2 separate regions of the Zea mays genome follow, and region 1 is linked to region 2. A link is a contact called in public Hi-C data. All regions are on one chromosome and are shown on one strand. Each heading gives the region's core, a stretch centred on a gene start, on an enhancer-like site or on the middle of the called end of the contact. The rest is flanking DNA. Distances are from core to core; before and after follow the strand shown.

Region 1 (4,839 bases), core at 720-3,219, 300 kb before region 2:
CCTTCTGGCGCCTGCTTTGACTCTGCGCGCGCAGGCCGCACTGTTCACTGTTTACTGTACACTTTTGCAGTCGACCGTTGGCGCTATAGCCGTTACTCCGCTTGGCACACCGGACAGTCCGGTGAATTATAGCGGAGAGGCAATTCCAAAAACCCAAAGGTGGCAAGTTCGGAGTTAATCTCCCTGGTGCACCGGACACTGTCCGGTGCGCCAGACCAGGACAGCCTTCGGTTGTCTTTTGCTCTTTTTATTTGAACCATTTCTTGTATTTTTATTGGTTTGTGTTGAACCTTTGGCACGTGTAGAACTTATAATCTAGAGCAAACTAGTTAGTCCAATTATTTGTGTTGGGCAATTCAACCACCAAAATCATTTAGGAAAATGTTTGACCCTATTTCCCTTTGAGTAACCTACTTGATACCTTCACCTCCTAAAGATTACCATGTCTTGTCAATGCTTAGGCCATCTCCATGAGCGTGCAAAACACTGCAGAGTGAAGATTGAAATAGGAAGTGAGATAGTGAGATCGCTGGAGATAGCATTAGAACCACACCACTGGTGTTACTATCTTATAATTGATTATTATTATTTTTTATTATTCTTTACAAGCTTGGTAAATAAATCTTATAACCACTCATGGACTCAATTGATATAAATATATTATTATCATACAAAGACTCCAATAAATAATGATGCTTGTAGGTCTCAAAAATCTTATTTTTAGTTCTCGAATTATGTTATTATTTAATTCAACAAAATCTACTTAAGGAAACAAACTTTGAATTAGTCTCGTAATATAAGGCATGATCTATCTAGGCATACGCACGTCGATACAGTAGTATAAAGCAAATTAAATATATTTTTGGTTTTTAAACCAGAGGTGTTTACACCTTATTATGTACTAGAACAGAGGAAGTATAAATCATACTCCCTCATTTTTTCTCTAAGTTTGATCAACCCATATTATTTTAAAAAAAATCATAATTATCTTTAATTTTTACTTGTATCATTTAGCATATAATATAATTGAGGTATGGTTTTAAATTTTCTATTTTTCGAAAAAAATGAGTAAGTCGAGCCGGTAAAATTTGACAAAAAAAAATAAACAAATTTAATTAGAACGGAAGGGTAGGAAACTAATATCTCACGTCATTCACATGCGCGCAGAACATAGACGGTCGGCGCTGATGACATTCCATTCCAACCCTATTTGTCTCCATAATACTCGATGGCCTGCCGAACAAATCTAGCACGCATGGAAGTCATGGCCCTGACGTTTTGACTCTACCCTTGTAACCTAGCGTCCAGGTCACATATAACCCGATCCGGCGGACAAGATAATGGTCCTCCGTCGATCGTACGTTGACGCGGGTACTTTATACGGAAGTACGTAGTATACATGAATGATGAATGAATCAAGTCCAACCTTAATTACATATAGTTAGATAGATACAAGGTAAGATACGTACTGCACTGTAACTATTGTGTGCCTAACTGCCGATATACAAAAACAGATACACCCGTACGCGTACATGTACCAAACTGATACCCATGCTGGCCATACATCCAAATGAAAGAAAAGAAAAGAAAAGAAAAACCCGTGCTGCGGCATACCGGCAGCCGTTAGATGACCGGACGCCGCAAGCATGCCTGCCGGCGGCCGATCGGTGCAGTCTGTTAGCTAGTGAGCTCAAAAGCGATTCGTGTGTCTGTTCAGTTGGAGCCACCATGCCCCAGATCATCAGCCAAAGCGAGAGAGAGAGAGAGAGGGAAAAGTACCGACGCAACAACGCTTGCAGGAAACGACGGGCACGGCCGGTCGGTCAAGCCACCTCTTCTGATTTCCGAACGAAGCCGTCGCCATCGGCGGATCAAGCCCTGCCCACCATGCCCGCCTTCTTCTTCTTATGCTGCTGCTGCTGCTATAAAGCTCCAAGAAGCCCGTCGCATCCTCTCGCTCACGGGTGCCGCAGATCGCGCGCACACGTTTTTTTTTCTTCCTGCCGCGTTGCTAGTTGCTACAGCCTTCTGCTCTCTTGGTCTCCGTGGTTTTCTCTGTGTCATCCCTTCGGCGCGTCGCGTTTCTGCTGCTGGCCTAGCTTGATCGCTCGCGTTCGATCGGTCGAGCTAGCTCCAGGAGTTTCGGACGCCAACGACATGAATCTGGAAGCAGTGGCGGCGTCCAAGTCCGGCAGCAGCACGGTGGCCTTCTCTTGGGAGCACGAGCCCGGAGTGTCCAAACAGAGCCACTTGGGGGCCAACAAGCCCACCACCGCCGGCGGCGCGCCCCGCGCGGAGGCTGTAAGCAGGAGGACGCCGGCGAGCGCTAAGAAGCAGGCTCCTGCGCCTGCGCCTGCGACGACGCACCGGCACCGCCTGCGCGTGCCGCCACCTCCAGGAGTGCCGAGCGCGCCGGGCGCCTCGCCCCCAATGACGAGAAGGCCGAGGAGCCGCGGCGTCAGGCCGGCGGAGGACCCGTTCCTTGCAGCCTACCTGGCCTGCACGGAGGACGGCGCCCGCGGCAGGAGAGACGACAGGGGGGGCCAGAAGCTGGTTGGCTGGGCCGGGCTTAGGCTCGGCCTCGGTCTTGGGCTGCGTGGGCGCGGGCTCTCTTGCAAGAGCTCGTGTGGGGCCGTGGAGGAGTGCGTCGTCAGGCTTGCTAAGATCCCTGGACTCCACGAGGATTGAATCTATGTTTTTTTTTCTTTCCTTCTTTCCAATTTCCAAGAATCCAAAGAGACTAGCAAGACTAAGTACTAGTGGAGTAGTAAAGAAGAACGAGTAGTGCTGGCATCCTTCATTGTAATTGTACACCGTAAGCTAAAGTTGCTGGTTAATTACCGTCTTGCTTTGCTATCTTGATTGTATGATATATGCCGATAGCTTCACCGTCTGAATCTAGTGTCCAGATAAGATGATCGAACCCTATGACACAATGAAAACTATAAGATGAAGTATGTTTTCCGACTTCTAAATTGCAGGTCAGCTCAGATTTCACTGTTACACTACGACCCCATGTAACAGACACCACCGGAATTGAACAAATTGATCCTCTAACCTGTCAAGAATGTGGCGTTCTATTCTACAAAAACAATAAAAACTTGGTTTGATCTTTAAAACGTTATTATTGAATTTTAAATCATCAAATATGAATGTGAATCCAACTGAGCAGACAAATATATTGTTGAGGTTTATGTGCGAAGGAAGATAAAGTGTATTGTATGGTTTAAGATTTAGAAAAGCGACGAACTTCTTCCGTCGCGACCAATCGACAAATTCTATATTAATGTTAATTTGGATGATTTTTATAGACCAATCAACAAATCCTATATTCATGTTAATTTGGATGATTTTTACCGAAACAATTTTCACAAAAAATAAAATGAAAAACGAAACATTTGATAGCCAGAAGTCAGATTCTAACGGCCAACAGCAGACCCAAACAAGACCTTAGACCAATTTCTTAGTGGACGCCGTGAGCAAATTTAACTTTATCAACAGAGCAGTCACTCTCAGTGCCTCGCGAGCAAATCACGCAGGAATCCAGCCGTGTGTTTTCTGTTTTCTGCAAGGAGCCGGCAACGTGCGCAATGAGCTCTAGGTCAAAGGTTGGTAAAATCGTTTGCCACGTTAGCCATCTCCGACTCCGAGCGAGGCTTGTTTACCGCTACTTAAATGTTTCCAGGCAACAGGCGACCTGAATTGCGCTTCTTGCGGTCAAGAGATCGATCTACCCGAACACAGTCGCTTTCAGCGAAACCAATGTTACAACGAAGCTAGAAATCCGGCTTGCGTACGTAGCTACCTCTTGATCGATTTCATTCAACAATAGATTTGCGTGACTCTGACAGTCGATCTGACTAATAAACGAAAAATATGTTTGAAGTCCAACTAGACAGTCAAGCATCGGTACCACCACACCACACCACACACGTCGTAATTCCCTTTGCACCCCGATTGTTCGTCCTGAATTCACCTCTGCCGAAGAGAAATCAAAGCTGATGTATATACCGGAAAATCTCACGTCATGCACGTGAGCCCGAACTGCACGCAGTCAGAAATGTTTGCTTTTAGACGTCAATCTATTTTAAGGGGTATTTAGTTTATAGGGACTAATTTTCAGTCAGTACATTTTATTTCATTCTATTCTCTAAATTGTTAAATATGTATTTTAGTTTTTCTATTTAACAATTTATATACTAAAATAGTATAAAATAGAGATACTAAAAATTAGTCCATATAAATCAAACACACCAAGTAAGAGAGTGGTGCATGATAACTCTATTTTTTAAATATAGTAAATAATCACTTGCTAACCGGCGATGTTACTCTCTATAACAAGGTACCTATGATGGCTTCTCTAATCTCGACGATTTGACATTATTGTTTTCAAAGGTATTCGTATATGTAGTGTTTACATGTGTGTATGGATGGTAATCGACTCTATCTTTTATACTTTCGTTCGCTAGTTCATTTTTTACTAAAAACGATAAATAAAAAAGTAGAGAGAATATTATTTTTATCGTCTCACACAACATATCTTCATATAGACATCCAAACAACATCTCCTTTCAACTAGGCTAAATAGATATAGACAACCAAACATGTTACATTTTGTTGACGCCTTTTCGGAGCGCCAAACACTCAACAAGAACCGTGGCGGTGCTCTCTGCACAGGGGCGGACGGTCCGCGCGCAGGGGCCGGACGGTCCGCGGCCTGGTGCGAGGCGCGGTGGTGCTCCCTGCGCAAGGGCGGACTGTCCGCGGCCTGGGGCCGGACGGTCCGCGGCCTGGTGCGCTGCTGGGACTTCTGCCTGACGGCCGGACGGTCCGCGCCCT
Region 2 (4,694 bases), core at 1,295-3,794:
TACAAAGTTTCATAACTCTTCAATACATACAACTTTCATGTTGGTGGTTTTTTCTTTCGAAGTCGTTTTCAAAATTCAAATTTTAAATTTTTTAAATTCAGACGTAGTTTTCGTTGACAATATGACTTCAAATGAAAAGTTGTCAACTATAAACTTCTATAACTTCTCAAGATCTACAAAGTTTATTTTGGTTGTTTGGTCATTTTTTTATCTCAGATGGTGGTTCTAACAATATGCACAAATTCTATACATCTCTCTCGTAGTTTCATAAACTACGAGAGAGATATAGGTTTTATAACAAATTTATTTTTATTTTGTCATATGAAGAAATGTTCAATATATAAATTTTACATCATGATGAGTTATACAAATTTGTAGTTGAAAACTTTTTCATTTGAATTAATTTACTACTTTAAAATGTTATTTTTAAATTGTCTTTGCCTAGTGTTAGAGAAAAAACAAGTGTTATATTTGTGACACTCGGCAAAGAGCCCTTTGCCGAGTGTCAAAAAAAGACACTCGGCAAAGAAACTCTTTGCCGAGTGTCAAAAATAAAACACTCGGCAAAGAGCTTCTTCGCCGAGTGTTTTCTTTTACAAGCTCTTTGCCGAGTGCCCGAAATAAAACACTCGGCAAAGAATATGACACTCGACAAATAGCCAAATACGGTAGTGTATATATACGTAGGCTATATGCATTTTCACTCGTTGCATTGTTTTTAGTACCTCGTTAGAGCGTTCTTCAACTTGAGTAGAAAGATGACTCGTGAAAGCAGAAGCGGGGGAAACAAACGGGCCAGTCATGCGACGATCGTTGCTGATGGTCACCCTTCTTTGGCCAGTCCATATCAAACCAGGCCTTGTCAATTGGGCCAAGTTACCAAACTCGTACGTGGGCCACACATGTCAGCCCGCCATTTCGTCGGCCCTATGACATGAATGGATGGTGGCGGCCGTGTTGCGGAAAGCGAGAGAGACGCACGCCTCACGGCTCACGACCCAGACCGAATCTCTGAAGCGGTTCGGAAGGGCGACGGCGTATCGCACTCGCTCGCAAGCACGCACGCCGGCCCCGCCCGCTTTCGACGTGGTGACGGGACGGACGGCGACCGTCCACCCGCACGATCAACGGCTAATCTTGCAAGAAAACGATGCTACACGCCCAACCCAAAGCATCAGAGCTTTATTTTAACGCACAAGTTAGCATTTGACACCGCCTGTCTGCCATTTCATCAGCACACCAGACAACGAGACGGAGACAATCAGACATATAGGCAGAGCATATGCGTGCGCATGAATGTATTTATGGCCCCATGCCACCAACATTCATGGCATCACATCAGACCTAAGCCGTTCAACGGGCATCGAACGTAGACAGATCGTCGAACAGTGCTGACTGCTGAGTGCTGACCATCCCTCCAAACTGATAATCGTCGACGATCATTTGCCAAACCATGTCGCGAACTAATTAATCTTTTCACCCATGATATATATATATATATATATATATATATATATATATATATATATATATATATATATATATATATATATATATATATATATATATATATATATATATATATATATATATATATATATACAGACACACAGACACACGTGATTTCAGGACCACCAACATTTCGCGTTCACCGTTCTCCGATCAAACAAGCTCGATCGTGCACGCCGCACGCCCAATGCATTAATTCCTACGCGATCAAGGAGGCGATCGTCTGCTCAATGTCCAACTGCCTGGCGACGCTGCCGGCGGCAGCGGCAGCGGCCGCGGCGTACAGCCGACCGAGGTCGAGCGCGCGGAGGGCGGCCGCGAGCCGACGGGACAGCGCGGCGGCCTCGGCGCGCAGCCCGGCGTTGGCGAGGAGGGCGAGGGCCAGGCGGCCGCGAGCGGCCTGCGCGCCGGCCGCCAGATCGCGCCTCCTGCGCTCCAGGAGCGCGGCGGCGTCCCCGAGTTCGTCGAGGCGGCGCTGCTTCCGCGCGCGGGACCGCCTCGCGGACTCCCGGTTCGAGATCCTCCGCCGGAGGCGCCGCTCGTCGGCGGACTCCCCCGCGTCGGCGTCGGCCTCGGCCTCGGGCGAGGCTGTCGCCGCCGGAGGTTGAGCTGGGAATGGGATGGCTGTGGGGTCGGATACGAACCCCACCTGCGGCGGCGGTGGCGGTGTTGCCGTCGCCGAGAAGACTTGCATGTCGATGTCGTCGATGCAGGGCATGTAACCTGCTGAGAAGGCCATTAGGGACATGATGGTAATTATGTGCTTATCAGAGGGCGGGGAAAAGGGAGGGAACAAGTGAAGGGCTGCGGTATTTATAGCTGGTTTAGAGGGCATCCTGGTACTTTGTTTCTTCGTTCGTGGTGTGGGTCTACAACTCTACATGTTGCAGTCATATACAGTATAGTGCTAAGTGATAATGCGTGCCTTTTGTAGATTTGCAAGATTTGTTTTCCAGATACCAGAGTCTCTAGCCCATATGAATGAAATTGGACGGAACTATATGCAACGTTGTGGGTACAGCCGCACCCACGCAAAATTTGGGGAAAAAACAGTACAATTCATAATATTTGCACATCTATGTCATATATACATTCATGCACCCATACGGTAAGACGTACCTCCGTCAAATTTGCGGTAGCTATAAATACATGCACACACTGACACACTTATTTGTTGTAGCTATAGATACATCGATCCACACACTTTTGTGACTCAGCAGTTTGAGAGGCTTCGGTGAACAGACCGACGGACAAATTGTCTCGTTAAAATAATAGATACCTAAAGTTGCAAGCAACTATATATGAGCTATACAAAACGGAGTGTATATATAGTGAAATTTTAAATAAATCTATAGATTATGATTTTATGGTTGGGGGGTGTTTGTATTTGCACCCTATAAAACCAACATAGCGTCGCCCTGGTTCTAGCAATATAGCAAAAAACGTAGCGCGTGGTAAGGTACACGTTACATGAACACACTTCAAGTTATTGAAAAGTCTCTATATTTATGTTCCATCTAACTAAAAAGAGTAACAAATATTATGGTTCTTGAGCATGAAAGAAATATAGCGAAACATTTCAAGGATTTAATTAACGTAAGCCCATGACATGACAAAGACAATATGGTGAGATGTAATATAAATGATAATGATAATGGTTCATACTTGGTAACAAATTTAAATAGGTCGGTATTATTTATTGGTGTGATACACTTGAAATAAAACAAACATAATTTAACGTTATCAATTATTCATTACGTCACAACTACATACGGCGCCTAACATACGGCGCCTAGATATTTTACCGAGATTTATACGGCGGGCGGTAGGCTGCGGCGAGGCCGCGAGGGGGACGTTTTTGTGCCGGACGTACTGTGGTTGATTCCGATGGAAGACGGTCCAAACAATAGGGATTTTAAACTTAACCACGAAGGAAGGAGGCGATATAGTCTAACACACGGTTCTTTGCTATCTTGAGGACTAAAGCAGATTCGTTCAGCATGTGATCGTTCTAGTGAACAGTCCTATAGCATATGGTTAGAGGTGAGAGAAGGACAATCCTAATGATATGATTATGATAGTTTACGCATGCTGAATATGCTGGTCTTTTGCTGGTTCGATAATATCTCATGCATGTGTGATCTGAAAACGAATCTCATACAAGAAACTGGGCCCTGCATAAAAACCAAAGCTTAAAAATCTACATAAAATGTACTGGGATGGTTATAAAAAATACCAAGAGACAGTATGAGAGGGTGGGGGAGGAAGAGTGATCTAGAGCGTCTATTGCATGCCATGCATGGTAGTCAGTGGCGGAGCTAGCCTCATGAAGTCAAACCTAGGCTCTTGCCCTCCCTTGATTGCATGTTTTCTCACTGCATATATATGGTACTACTCTCAACCAATTGGTATGTAAATATACTCTATCAATGTACAGCTAAACATGAAGAGTGGGAAACCTACACCATAGGGAACAAATAAGACGAAACGATAGAAGAGTCTAACACTACGTCATATTGCTGCTACTTGGTATACCTTGTCATTGAATCTTTTTAGATCCTTGTTTTCAGTCCGTGTCACGCCGCTGGATGCACTTCAGCCTCCTAAGGCAAAGCTTTGTGAAGGCTTGAATAGACAACCAGAGGGGAGGTGAATGAGAACCAATAAATTTCAGTTTTTTAAAAATGAAAATTAAGCACTTAACTTTAATAGAAACGAACCAAAAAAACACATCAACCATTCAGTGATTTTATGTTTGAAAATGTTACTAATATTCACACGAGACCAATAAAACAAACGGATCGTAAAACAGACATAAAAAAGTCCGAAGCAACCAAAATAGTATCGCTTTCTAATATTGTTTTCAGCAACTCGAAATTCAGTTTTAAATGCAAAATCGATCCAAACGGACTTTGATTGAGCTGAAATTTTGGACACGTCTTTACAAGTAAATTTCTAAGGTGTCCACAAAATTTAAACTCAAACGGATTTAAATTTTAATAGCACGTCAGAAAACCCAAACTTAACTTGAGGTTTTGTTGGGAGTTTGTCAAATGATCAAATATGTTATAAACCTGTCCACAAAATGGATCAGCTCATACAATAAGTTTGCAATGACTAATTTCTAATCTAGAGAAAATCTCTAAAACCTCTCTCAAACTCTTGAAGGCAGGGATCAACTCAAA

The links. A called contact is a pair of places that touch in the nucleus more often than the background predicts.
Region 1: a contact with region 2 is called in a Hi-C map of ear, with 4 times the contacts expected there. The contact joins the promoter of LOC100277915 here to the promoter of LOC109943776 in region 2. A contact is called at or near these places in 3 of 25 Hi-C or Micro-C datasets (ear, tassel and an unstated tissue).

What each region holds. Positions count from the first base shown.
Region 1 is chr1:263,700,080-263,704,918 of Zm-B73-REFERENCE-NAM-5.0, reverse strand. It overlaps LOC100277915, which reads left to right and starts at 1,969. Exons shown (of 1, transcript NM_001175790.1): 1 at 1,969-2,842. The coding sequence starts at 2,158. The coding sequence ends at 2,688.
Region 2 is chr1:263,399,614-263,404,307 of Zm-B73-REFERENCE-NAM-5.0, reverse strand. LOC109943776 (ocs element-binding factor 1-like) reads right to left here and starts at 2,544. Exons shown (of 1, transcript XM_020547271.3): 1 at 1,624-2,544. The coding sequence starts at 2,344. The coding sequence ends at 1,709.